Regions from separate parts of the Gossypium arboreum genome. Here region 1 is linked to region 2. A link is a contact called in public Hi-C data. All regions are on one chromosome and are shown on one strand. Each heading gives the region's core, a stretch centred on a gene start, on an enhancer-like site or on the middle of the called end of the contact. The rest is flanking DNA. Distances are from core to core; before and after follow the strand shown. Region 1 holds the start of LOC108469549. Region 2 has its middle 7.5 kb from the start of LOC128279500.

Evidence for each region. A called contact is a pair of places that touch in the nucleus more often than the background predicts.
Region 1: a Hi-C map of leaf shows a contact between it and region 2, with 2.3 times the contacts expected there. The contact joins the promoter of LOC108469549 here to the enhancer-like site in region 2. A contact is called at or near these places in 3 of 5 Hi-C or Micro-C datasets (all in leaf).

The regions. Positions count from the first base shown.
Region 1 is chr8:19,256,962-19,263,618 of ASM2569848v2, forward strand. LOC108469549 reads left to right here and starts at 4,936. Exons shown (of 5, transcript XM_017770426.2): 1 at 4,936-6,197; 2 at 6,491-6,657. The coding sequence starts at 5,376. LOC108470321 (rop guanine nucleotide exchange factor 14) reads left to right here. Exons shown (of 8, transcript XM_017771627.2): 3 at 2,133-2,525; 4 at 2,894-3,048; 5 at 3,136-3,210; 6 at 3,302-3,571; 7 at 3,858-4,202; 8 at 4,326-4,783. The coding sequence ends at 4,667.
Region 2 is chr8:19,164,908-19,171,347 of ASM2569848v2, forward strand. No RefSeq gene overlaps it. Among protein-coding and RNA genes, the nearest start is that of LOC128279500, 7.5 kb to the right of the region's middle. Within about 2 kb of position 2,589, at least 2 of the 2 cell types and tissues checked have an H3K27ac peak or open chromatin away from gene starts, as enhancers often do. A contact at or near this core is called in leaf, where this site is marked.

The DNA of each region.
Region 1 (6,657 bases), core at 3,686-6,185, 94 kb after region 2:
GCTCATGGAGCCCCCCGTTGCTTCTTAGGGTAGATAATCCTGGTCAGGGATTAAACTATTCAGGTGGGCAAACCTTGTTTGTGAGTGCCCCCGCCTCAAGTAAAAATTTAACTACTATAATCATCTTCACTATGATTGATATCCTCAGCGGACCCATTGAAATGCTTCAATCCTCATGGTATCTTGTACGTGCAAGCAAAGCAAACCACATGGAGCGGGGGGGTTATCTCATAATTGGAAGCTTTTTGGTTTAGGTTTTGTTTGAACTTTGAAGTTTCGAGGGTGGTGGTAATGACAGCGATGTGATCACTATTCACAAGTTGCAAACAAAAATGAAAGTGAGAATCATTTCATAATTAACTGTAGTATATATAACTGTCTGATAAAGTTACTGTGTACAGTTTCTTTTTAAAAAAAATTAAGGTTCGATGGACATTTTCTTTGCTGGTGTTCGGTGGTGGTGGACCCTTCCCTTCCCTTCATTTCATGTAGTAGCAGTGGTAGGTATGACTGGTGTCATTTAAAAGTTAAAACACTCCTCTCACAGTCACAGTCAATGTCAACAGTGTGAAAGTTATTGAGTGGGGACATAAAAAAAAGTCATGTGGAGGACGACTTTTCTTTCTCCCCAAGTTGAAATACTAGTAATTATTGATGCTTGGATTAACTTAGCTTTACCTTTAGGTTAGGCTCCAACTGATAGTCTTGTATGCTTATACTATTATTATATTTCACCCATTATTATTTTTCCTTTTGCTTATATTCCACTCGACTTATTTAAGTACTGCAAGTTACAGCAAGAAATATACCCTGCAACGCAACAGACAAGAATTGAAAAGGAGATCCATCCTCAGTAGGAAAAAAAAAGGATGGTGAAAAAAAAACACATAAATAAAACTACCCCCTTTAAACTTTAACCCCATTTTTATTTGGGCTTTCTTCTTTTGAGATTGCTTTGCTGTTGAACAGTTCTTTCTTGGAAATTTCTCATTTTTGGATTTAGTCCAGTCCCTCAAAACTTAGGAAATTTCTTCCTTAATGTAATCTTTTCTCAATTCTTGAATGGTCCTTTATCATGTATTTTAGTGGCAATTGGCGAGGACCCTGTTATTATTGCTCTTACATTGTTAATGAACTTCAAATTGAGGCATAACTTTTAAACATGAGATGGGATCTTTAAACATGCCATGTGGTTTTCTTGTCCTATAGGAGCGTCCATGACATGTACTACCAGTCCTTTACTATAAGCTATATAAGGAAGAGAATAGATGGGTAGTTAAAGTTATGCACACTGTAAAACCAGTTATTTATGCATGTTATTCGAATAAGTCATCTAGTCTAATTATCTTATATATGCTAAACTTGGCCCCTTGCACTGCCATTTGCATGTGCATCTGCATGTGCTACCATCTGACTTTTCTATAATGAAGACAAATCTGACGGACTCATTTATTCCAAATGCAGAAGGTCCATATGTACCCAGGGAAATCTGGTTTTAATATGTTGTCTAGTTAAATTTGATTGGAGATGACATTTAATCAATCTGTATCTGATTCACTATTAGATAAGTGACGGTACAGAAATTACAAGTGTGGGAAGTAAACTTCATTCACTATTCCTTGCAAGGATCATTGGTGTAGAAAATTCCCTTTGACTGTTTGCCGTGATTGCTGGAGTCTTTGCAGTTCTAGTGACTGAATGTTCCATAAGATCTCAGAGGAATGTATCCAGAAAATTGTCCCCTTCCCCTCCCCCAATTAATGAATGAAATTGCATGATTTAAACGGACTGTTAAGTTAGTTTCTCTCCTGATATTTGTTTGCTCAAATTGCACCTTCTCTTGAAACTAATAAAGTAAGACGTGTCCTTTTCTGAGCAGTTCTTTAGTGTTTATGCCATAAAATGATTACATTTAATTACAACTCGAATGTCAAATAATACTTCATGAAGAGGCTTATATTTCTGCAGTTAATGTTTATGCCGGAAGCTTGAGCTTCTTTTAGTTTGCTTTGTACCTGCCAAAAGCTGATGACCAAATGTAAACCATTTGGCTAAGGTGTCAAGCTGATTATGCTTCTATTTGTTGTCATATGTTCCCTCCTGATTCCATTAATTGGATATTTAATTTTCAGAATTTTCTGGTATAATGACGTATAATGGTCTTGAGAGCTGCATTATCAACAATCAGTCTTATGAGAATGAAAGCAGAACAAGCAGAGGAGATGGATGTGCATCTGATTCCTTGGATGATGATTTCTCCAGCTGTTCTTCTAGCAAAGATGCTTTTGGATCATTTTCTTCCAAGTGGATGAAGAGAGATGAACAGGGTTCAGATGAATGGGAGCTCTCTGAAAGCCCCAAGCATTTTTATGTCAAAGAGAAGCCTGCTTATTCCTTTGAATCTTCAGACGTTGAGACAATGAAAGAAAATTTTGCTAAGCTTCTACTGGGGGAAGATATTACCGGTGGACGGAAGGGTGTCTCCACAGCTTTAGCTTTGTCAAATGCCATCACAAATCTTGCAGGTGAGTTTGTTTCAAGATCCTTATGTGTGTGTATGGCTTGCTTATTCGGGATTCTCCTGTCGCAACTGTTGCACAACATTCTACTGTTAAAATGGTTTGCAAGATAAACATGTATAATCAGAAACTTTTATTCTGGATTAGAACTTGGTAAAACATGTTTAAATAAGAAAATCATAGCATTTCATGTTGTACTTTATTCATTCTGTCTTCCATCAATGGGAAGCATGCATCATGAGGAAGAGCCACAACTTGCAAAGCACAAAAAAAGCATGTACATTTCACGAAGTTCATTGTGTTCTCATGATATCATAGGATTGTCTTCTTTCATTAGTCTTCAACTTATAATTTATGCAAATTTGAATGTGCAGCATCAATTTTTGGGGAGTTGTGGAAATTGGAGCCACTAGCTGAAGAAAGGAAAAATAAATGGCGAAGAGAAATGGACTGGTTACTCTCTCCTACCAACTATATGGTGGAGTTAGTGCCTGCTAAGCAAAATGGTGCAAATGGCAGGACTATGGAGGTACTCTTGCGGTTGTTGGGTCCCTATTAAATTAACAATGACCATTTTGCAATGTCATGAGATTTATGTCAATTCTATTTTGGGCAGATAATGACACCAAAAGCCCGTGCGGACATTCACATGAATCTCCCAGCACTTCAGAAGTTGGACTCTATGCTTATTGTAGGCAATCTCTTTACTCTTCCTAATAACTTGTATACTCTAATGAACACATCGCCCACATTTACCATATTAAATTTTGTAAAATTGTCAGGAAACTCTGGAGTCAATGGTGAATGCTCAGTTTTATTATGCAGAAGTTGGAAGCCGGGCAGAAGGAAGAAACAAGAGTGCTAGGGAGAGCAAGAGGTGGTGGCTTCCATTGCCACAAGTACCAAAAACTGGGCTCTCAGATACCGAAAGGCAGAAGTTGCAATGTAAAGGCAAGGTGGTATATCAAGTATTCAAGGCTGCAGCATCGATTAATGAAAATGTTTTGCTTGAAATACCTCTTCCATCCATTATTAGGGATGCTCTTCCCAAGGTGAGCAAGCTCACTGCCTCCAGGGCATTGGACTTTAAATATTGGACCCTTTAATAGTTTTTATGATGATATGTATTTTAGTACTAAAATGTTACTCTACATGTTTAAAAAGGAAATATAGAAATGGAATCTGGATATTTTAGTTGGAACCAGCTGACGTTAATCTACTTTAAAATCTTATAGTATCTGATAAATTTGAATGATGAGAGTAAATTCCGGGTTAAAGTTTTACAAGATGTTTGTATTGCATTTATGGCAACTCAAATCTCTTTCCTTATGTTTACAGTCTGGGAAGGCAAGCCTTGGTGACGACCTGTACAAGGTTTTGACTCTGGAGTCCAGCTCGGTTGATGAAATGTTCATTTCGCTAAATTTAAAGTCTGAAAACAATGCTCTCGAGGTCATTAATAGGTTGGAAGCTGCTGTATTTGCATGGAAAGGGCGACTTACAGAACAAGCTAGTGGTAAATCGCCAGTGCGAAAATCATGGTCCTTTATTAATCCTACATCTGAAATGGATAAGATGGAGCTACTAGTGGACCGTGCTGAAGCACTTTTACGTCAGATAAAGAGTGCATACCCAAACCTTCCTCAAACATTTCTTGATGCTTCAAAAATTCAATATGGCAAGGTAAGTAGTTGGTGTTTAAAGTGAAGCTTATTTTATTCTGCATTGTATCTTTCACTATTGAATCAATATTATATTGTAGTATATTAATAATTGCGATGAATTACACTTTGAATTGGTGCACAGGATGTTGGACATTCCATTCTGGAAGCATATTCACGAGTCCTAAAGAACTTGGCTTTCAGCATAATGTGCAGGATGGGAGAAATTCTACAGGAAGATAGTTTGTGTAACCCAAATTCAGGGGTGGCAACATGGTGCTTTCCTGGAATAAATGTGGGAAATCCAAGGCACTCTCACTCACTCAGTGATGTTATGAACAAAGTAGAGGGGAAGTACTGCGAATCCGACACGGACGTGGAGTTGTACAGTGATGCAAGTATAAATGCAACACCAAGTACAAGTAGGAGCCGTCGAGTTTGGTGTATTGGGAAAGAGGCATGTTATAGTATAGGAGTGTCTCCTTGATAATAAAAAAAAATAAACAAGATGATGGAAGTTTGATTTTCAACACTGCTTTTGTATATCATTATTAAGCTTAATTAATTAATAATATCCATAAAAGAATCATATACTTGATAGTATCACCGGTAACTTACATATGGATTCCAAATGTGTCTACTGTTTATATCAACTTATTGGGTCTGTTTAGGCCTAATTAATTCAATATTGGATGGATTGGGCCCGTTTTATATTTTTAATATGGTAATGATTGAAATTTCACCAGTATTGGTCCTAGAAAGAGTAAGTGAACCGCACCTGGTGTGGAGCAGTTGTATTGTTGGTACACTAAAGTCATCCGTGGTCTGAGGCTGTTGCTTGTGGATCCGCAATCCACATGCGCCTGTGCAAAGCAGAGCAGAGATGGGATTTAAAATTAATAATAAAAAGAAAAAGGGAATAAAAACGAAAATAAGCCCCAAGAAGAGGCAGAGGAGGCGGCATTAATCAAAAAAGGCATTGTCACCTCAAAGAAACACTGTTTTCAAGACGTAACCATCGTTGAGATCTGAAGACATGAGTTAGTAATACATCACTTTTAATCACTCCGCCCCCTAAATAATAAGGTTGGAGTGCCTTCCAAGCACAACTTCCAAATGCCAATTACGTCATCGGCGCTGGTTTTCCCTTTTTTTCTTGTTGGGTTTAGGGTGAAACTTAAGTGAAACCACTCAGATGGGATCTGGTGGGAGCAAGGGTTGTTGTAGAGTAGGAGTAGGCGGAAGAGACACTGCACCTGCTGCTTCGTCGTCTAACAGCGGTTGGCGGAGGGGAAGATCCAAGGGTAAGAATAGAGTTTTCCGGTCCTCTTGTCTGGGAGCGTTATCTAGATCTGCTTCTCCTAAACCCCACTTTGATCACCGGAAACAACCTGCGTCGGAATCGGATCTGGTGAAAAGAGAAAGTAACAGAAAGGTTGAAGGCGAAGCGGCATCTAATGATGAAATGCAATTGCCATTGCCAACCCCATGCATATCTTCCGGTGGTAGCACCTCTGGTGCAGCTGTGACAGCTGCTCGTCGCTCTCCTTCTCGCTGCCTCTCCGGCATTAGCTTCCTTCCTGGTAATTTGAGCTTCCGGTTCAGCAGAGCTAATAGTATGCGGTCCTCCGCGGAGATGTTGAACCCTGATGACGATTCTGAGACACTTGAACCTCAACAACCTCCCCGCAATTCTTGTTCTCCGATTATCTTCAATGATTCAGATGGAAGTGGAGAGACTCTCGAAAGCAACGCTCGTTTTAGCAGAGCCTTAAGTGTTGGAAGGCTTCGTGATCGTGTTCTTGGTAGAGCTCCCACATTCTGCCCTTTGCAGCAGGACATACAAATTACTCAGCAGCAATTAGCTACCTCTCCATCCACCACTGCTTCCACTCATGATTCCTCCGTTATTTCCCACGATGAAATTGAAACTTCTCGATCCAGAGAAGCCCGGTATCATGATTTGCTCCACCATAGATCCAATTTCCTTGAAAGGCGGAGAAGAATACGATCTCAGGTTTATAATCTTGTTGCACCCATCGCCTTATTCTCCACGCTTATTAATTTAATTTAATGACTGGTGGTTACTGAACAACGTTGATAGTAACTCTACTTTTTTCATTAACAATTAGAATCAGAACAAATATTTAGGTTTAGGACTGTTCTAATGCTTTATTTCTATATTTATGTCTGCTTCTTCTTTAGGTTTGGCCTGCATGTATTACTTTCTGCTATAGGTTCTTTGAAAGTTATCCATCTGAGCAAATGAGGTTATTGTCTGTTTAGTTACTGACCTATGAGTTGCTCCAGGTTCGAGCTCTTCAACGGCTAGGAAGCCGTTTTGAGAACTTTTCAGGGCATGAAAGATCCTGCATTTTATCTGGCCAACATAGAAGTGGTCGATGCACATGTCGTGTAAATAATCGAGATTCTAGTTCAAATGATGACACCACTGGTGCTAGGTCTAGTGTATCCAG
Region 2 (6,440 bases), core at 1,339-3,838:
ATAATTACAATATATTAATTATTTTGATAATTTAAATATAATACTAATATATTGAAGGATTTGTAAAAATATTAAAATTTGATATATTGTAAATTAAACTTTCCACTATTAATTTATTTTTTCTTAACAGTCAATATATTGACCATAGTAATTTTAGATAATATATAAATAATATAAATACAATACAATATATTTTATTATAAAATGTATTATTTATTAAATTTTATATATGAGATATAAATTTTGGGTGAGTGAAATTAAAACCAACTTAAACGTAATCCTGAAAATTTTAATTAAAAAAATCATCTATCTAACTTAAAAACTTGATTTTCAAAATAAATAAAAAATTCCTTCCTTGTTAAATTCAATCAAATCAAACTGATCAGATTCAAGTTTATTACCAAATTAGGTTATACATACAATTATCAACTTCGTATGCAAACTCCCATTATTTTTCTCTTTGTATATAGATACATAAAAGGCAAAGTATAAGATTTTTTGGTAATAAAATTATTGGAATATAAATTACTTGTCACATTCTCGAATGTTATTTTATTTTATTTATTTGGTTAAATGTAAAATTTTACTATTTAATTTATAAAATATAAAATTATCTAAAACACATTTTACTATATTATTTTTATTATATAATTTATTCATTTAATTACTTCAACATTAACTAAGAGATATTAATCTCAAAATTCATGGAGCTATTCCATTGTACTCTAAAACTTTGTATTCTCATTTTTATTACCTAAATCTTACATTTGATACAATGTTAATATAATCCATGAGTTTTTTCTTCAAGTACTAACATTATCCTATTATTTGAATACACTATAATCTTAATTTCTTTTATTTTATTATTAAATATCATTTTTTAAAAATATTTTATATAAATTCATATATATTAAAAAGACTATTTATTTAAATAATTTTACAGTTTTTCCTAAAATTCGACATTTTTCAAATATTCTTTTGATTAAATTAAGTATTTAAGTTTTCTAAAATTTGTAGTTTATTGGAAAATTGACAGCCAATTATTTTTTTCATTAAAATTCCTTTTCAAAATATGATGGAGAATATTAGTTGAAAAAGTTTGATTTTTCAGAAAAGTACAGGTCTATCCAGAATTTTGTTTTACAATTTAAAAAATTAAAAGAATTTAATACAATATTGGAGATGAGGATAAGGTGACATGGTTTGAACCTGTGTCAAACGAATATCTAGAAAACTTTTTAACCATCGCTCTATATAAGGCAAAAAATAATTTTAGTAAAATTTGTAAATGCATACACAAAACAATATTTTCAATATTTTTGAATTTATAATAAATTTTTTATTTACAAAAGATTTTTATAGTTTAAAAAACTTTTGGAAAAATTGAAATTTTGTTAAAAATGATTGAAAATTGAAATTTTGCATTATTATAAATTGATTTCAAAGAATTTTGTGTAGGATTTTTCTTTTGGTAATGTTTTGAAATCTTTATTTTATTATGAGCAGGCATTAATAGGAAGAGCCTATGTAATTTTTATTTCTTGATGTAGATATATGTTATACTTTTATTACTTGTTTATTGTTATCTCATTAGTTTTAACAACATCAACAAACCAAAATTAATGATTTAACTAAAATTTATAAACCAAATATTTTTATAAAGTAAAAAGACTGTATGAAATTAAGCAAATATATTAATTAGAAAAAGTAAGTAACACGTGTCATTATGTTATTGGAAAGAAGAAGAATAAATTGAAGAGCAAAGACACGGATCGCAAAAAACCGAGGTCAATTTATTTTTCAAATTTCCTTTATCTTTACCACACAAATACTCCACGTTGCATCTGTAAACTACTCGCACGTGCTCTTACTGTATCAGTGGCATCACTTTTATCTCGCTCCAATCCAATCTACGCCTCTTTTAACAGCCACTTCGTCACTGTTCTTTTCATTAAAAATTAACTATTTTACCAAATACTATTTAAGTTTTTCTTTTTCAGTCCATTTCCTCAAACAAATAAATATTCTGTTACTTAAAATTTAAAAAAAAGTGAAAAAAGTTGGATAATTTAATTAATCCTCAACACCAGCGGTGCTTAGTAATATCAGTTAATCAGATTCAACTACCAATTTACTTTTAAAATCTTAAGCTTTAAATAATAAATGTAAGTAAATTCCATGTTTAGTAGTGTTATTTAAATTCGAAAACTTTTGAAATAAGGAACTTTAAAAAAATCACATGCTTTGTGCTTTTCAAGTTTGCAGTGGAGACGGTGGACTTTTTTCTCTTGTTTGCTCACAAAACAGGAGTGACTGTGTTGGACACGTGGAGAGAAGGAACTGGTCTGTTGTGATTATAAATAACGGGCAAATAAGGGAAGATCAAGCTCAGCGATAGGGTTATAGAAATAGTAATAGTTATAGATGGTAAGGAGGAGCCCTTTTCCCAAAACCAACCATTTCGGTGAAGGGAAAAGGGGCTGGAGATTGATTCAGTTACCGGCGGTCTCTAATTCGCTTGGTGCAGGTCGGGAACTGATTAGCTGTTCCTTAATATTGGATTGATTTTGATTTTGATTTAAGCCAGATGGCTGGGCGTGATTGGAGGAAGCGCGAATCGGATCCCGCCTTGCATCAACTGAATCGGAGACCGCGGTGAAGGTTGCGTGGATCTTTCCTTTTTGTTCACTTTTAGGCTTATGATTCAGATCTCAGGTTGGGATTTTATTTTCCTTCTTGCTTGTTTTTGGTAGCTTTTTTTAAAAAAAAATTATTATGACTATTGATTTGTTTTATTATTATGGAAACTACAGATTTGCTTCTGAATCATTAGATTTGGGATTTTTTTTTTTGTTTTAAATATATAAATTGTTTTTTTTTTTTGGTTATCTTTCTTTCGACGATTCAAACGTCAAGAAGAAAAGGGATTTACAAAATTGTTAATTGCTCAAACTTCACTTAGTTTAAAAAATTATGGCGTTGTTGTAGTAAAATAAATGCATTACTTCATTGTAAATGTTTTGTTTAAATCTAGGAATTACTATGATAATATACATTGGAATTAGTCAATTCCTATTTCTTGTTAATTAAGAGTAACCTCCTATGAGTTCACTGCAGATTTATTTTAGTAGTTGGTTTGATTTAAGATAACCATTCAATCTAATGTTTGTAATGATTGATTTTGATTGGATAGTAACACCGTAATGTTAGTTGTGCAAGCATTTTTTGTGATATCTTAATCTTATGTGTTGGGTAGTTTTCGTACTTCTCAAATGCTTCGTACAAGAGATACAATTAAATCCCATAACTTTATAAATCGTGTTATTCCACTGTATGAGTAGAATAAAGAAGTTTAGTCCTTGTTTTAACAAGTTCTAATATTTTGTTTATTTGATTATTGGACGTTCTTTCAGCGTAAAGATAGATTCTAAGTTCTATCTTCTTTTTTGTTTCAACTTACGGTATCCTTAGGAGCCTTTTGGGGGGATAAATCTCAGTTGTCAGTGTAAATCTAGATAGTCATTCAGTATTTGATAAATTAGTTTCAACTTTCTAGCCCAAAAGAGATAATTAAGTTTCTTTATTGTGTTTCTTATTAACATATTTAGTCCGTGTAGGGTCTAAACTGATGTCTAGCATCGACTCCTTCCTCGTTTTCAAACATCTGTCTATATTTATTTATTTCTGGATCCTAATTTGCTGCATCTGGTTTGTTGTTTATAATTCATTTAAAGGCTCAGAGGTTCCTTTGTAAGATATTGAGACATCCTGAATTTTGTTTAATTTGCATGCTCACTTTTTAATCAGCATCTGAGATTTGATTGATTGCAGCACTGGACTGCATGTGTGGCTATCCTTCTATTTTTGGTGCTGTTTTGTCCTGTGTTCATAATACCGTTATAATTTTATTGACTTCCGAAGTTGCATTATGGTAGAAATAATTCATTGAGGATTAGCTTTGTCTTTTCTAGTTGAAGTGCTGATTGTGTGATTCCTCATGGCAACAATTTTCTTGTTTGCACTCTTTGTATAGTCTCCACTATGTGAGAACATCTTTGGCAAGAGCATTAATAACCCCAAATCCCTTTTTTCTTGGTTGATCTGTCTTTGATTTTCTTTTTTTGTGCTAGGTTTATATTGTTTGTAAGAACCTTCTCTCTAGACTTATCATCAGGTCTATAGTTCCTACTTGGTTTATACATTGACATATTGTGTTATCTTTTATTTCCCATCTGTTGATATCCACCAGTAGAGTCTTTTGTCAATGAAGTCAATCGATGTCTGAAGGGCAATGCAGTTGCTGCCAAATTTGTCAACTGAACATATCTGTCTCTTTATCTAATCATCATTTTGGTGTCAAATTTTCAAGATAATGTTTGTGTTTTTTTGATGTGTTTCTCCCCAAGTGTGTTTGGTAGAGTGGAAAAGTAGAAGGCTAGAAAGAGGAGGGTTGAAAAGTGAAAAGAAAATATAACTTGTGTCTCTTTGGTAGAAAAGAAAAATGAGAAGAAAGAAAATAGTAAGGATGATATTTTCCATCCTAGAGATTTAAGCAAATCATTTTAAATTGAAAAGTAAAAAACAAAAAAGGAAAGGAGAGAAATGTAAATTAAGTGTGCATATTTATATGATTAAGTATTTCTTTTAATTTTCATTTTCAACTCCATTGATGGAAAGTGATTTTTTTTTTCCAAACAAGCTCACCAGTGGATATATATCTATATATATTCTCTTTCTGTTTTTCTTTTATTTCAATTTTTTTTTCATTTTCTATCAATTGTGGGAAAATAAAAGATGGAAAAAAAATTCGGTTAATCTATTAGATAGAAAAGAAGAAAAAAATATTGAAAGAAAAGGTCAAATGAGTCAAATACGTGGAAAAAAAATTAATTGGTAAAATAGGCTGATTTTTTGGAGGGATAACGTGAAAGCGCATATAGTTGAACGAATTTTTTGATAATTATAAAAAAAATATGTACGATTAGACATTCATTTCCTGACATGTCAACACAGAAGTTTGTCTAGTTAGGTGTGTTTTTACACTAACTATGTACAAAACGTGTTGTCTAGCTGGATGTGCTCTTATACTAACTATGTATACAAAGCTGTGTATCTAGATTTTCTTTTCACTCTCTTCAAAAAAATCTATTTTTCTAAATTGAAAAAGATTTATAAGATCAATTAACTCTTTTGATTTTTTTTTTTGGGCATATTCAACTAATTTAGTTGGACAAAATTTTAGGAAAATAAGAATTAAAAAATTGCAGATTTAACCTTTCTCTACTCTTATCTCTAAATGATTTTTATGCAATAATATGGAAAAAATATCTTTCCTTTTTATCTTCTCACTCAATTCTTTTTCGCATACCAAACACATTAATGTTTTTTCGTTCTTTTTACTTTTTCACTTTTCTTTGATCATTATTCAACTTTTTCAATCAATCAAGCATATCTTTAATTACTAAAAGTCCAAAAGCCTCAGCATTATCCTAACCATAGGTTTCCTGTTCCCCCAAAATTTATGTTAAGTTCTTAAACTGCTAAAGTATGTATTTTGGAAACGATGGTGAGAAGATGCGACACATACGGAATGGCGGAAGGGATATGTAAACTAATGAATCAACAGTGATTTGTTTTCGCCTTCCTTTATCCCTTTTAAGATTTAATTTTTGCATTTTACATTCTTGTTTTGGCCAATGCAAGGGATTTTCACGTTTGAAAGTTTCGTATACTCAAGGCCTGAGCAAAATTGATGCACTTGACTTTATATCAAAGCATCCTAGTATGGCGAGCACAATTTATTTACTGCTCATACTGTGTTGTGAAGGTATCCATCTTAGTTTTTGTTTTGCATGCTTTCCCAAAATTGTTGTTAGCCTGGGGTGGATAAATTACTAAGTTATTAATGTCTTTTTAAAAGCAAGAGGTAGATATTAGTTTTGATTATTAATATTTTCTCTCTTCTTGGAAATAACTATAAAAGTATATTTTAAAAAATTTCACTTTCAAGGATGATAATAAAGGTAATTCGGAATAAGAAGCAGTTTTGCTTTATTTAATTTTTTAATAATTCTTATTTAAAATAGTTGCTCGGAATAACTATTTGTTGAGATTGGATAAATTGTACACTTTGCTATTTGAACTTCGCTTCATGGTTCAAATTAGCATCTAAGAGTTTTTCTTTTTTGTTCCATTAGGTACTTGAACATGGTTTTAAGGTTTAATTTGGTACTTAAAGTTTAAGTACCGATTTGAATCTTGAATCTATTTTAGGTACCTAATTGGACAAAAAAAATCTTAAGTATCCATTTGAACCTTAAAGTCTAATTCAAATATCAAAATAAGAACAGCTATGTTAGAAACATCTATATTTAGAATAAGCTCTTATTTAGAACAAATAACATCTAGTGTAGCTGTTATTTGAGAACAATTCTTATTGA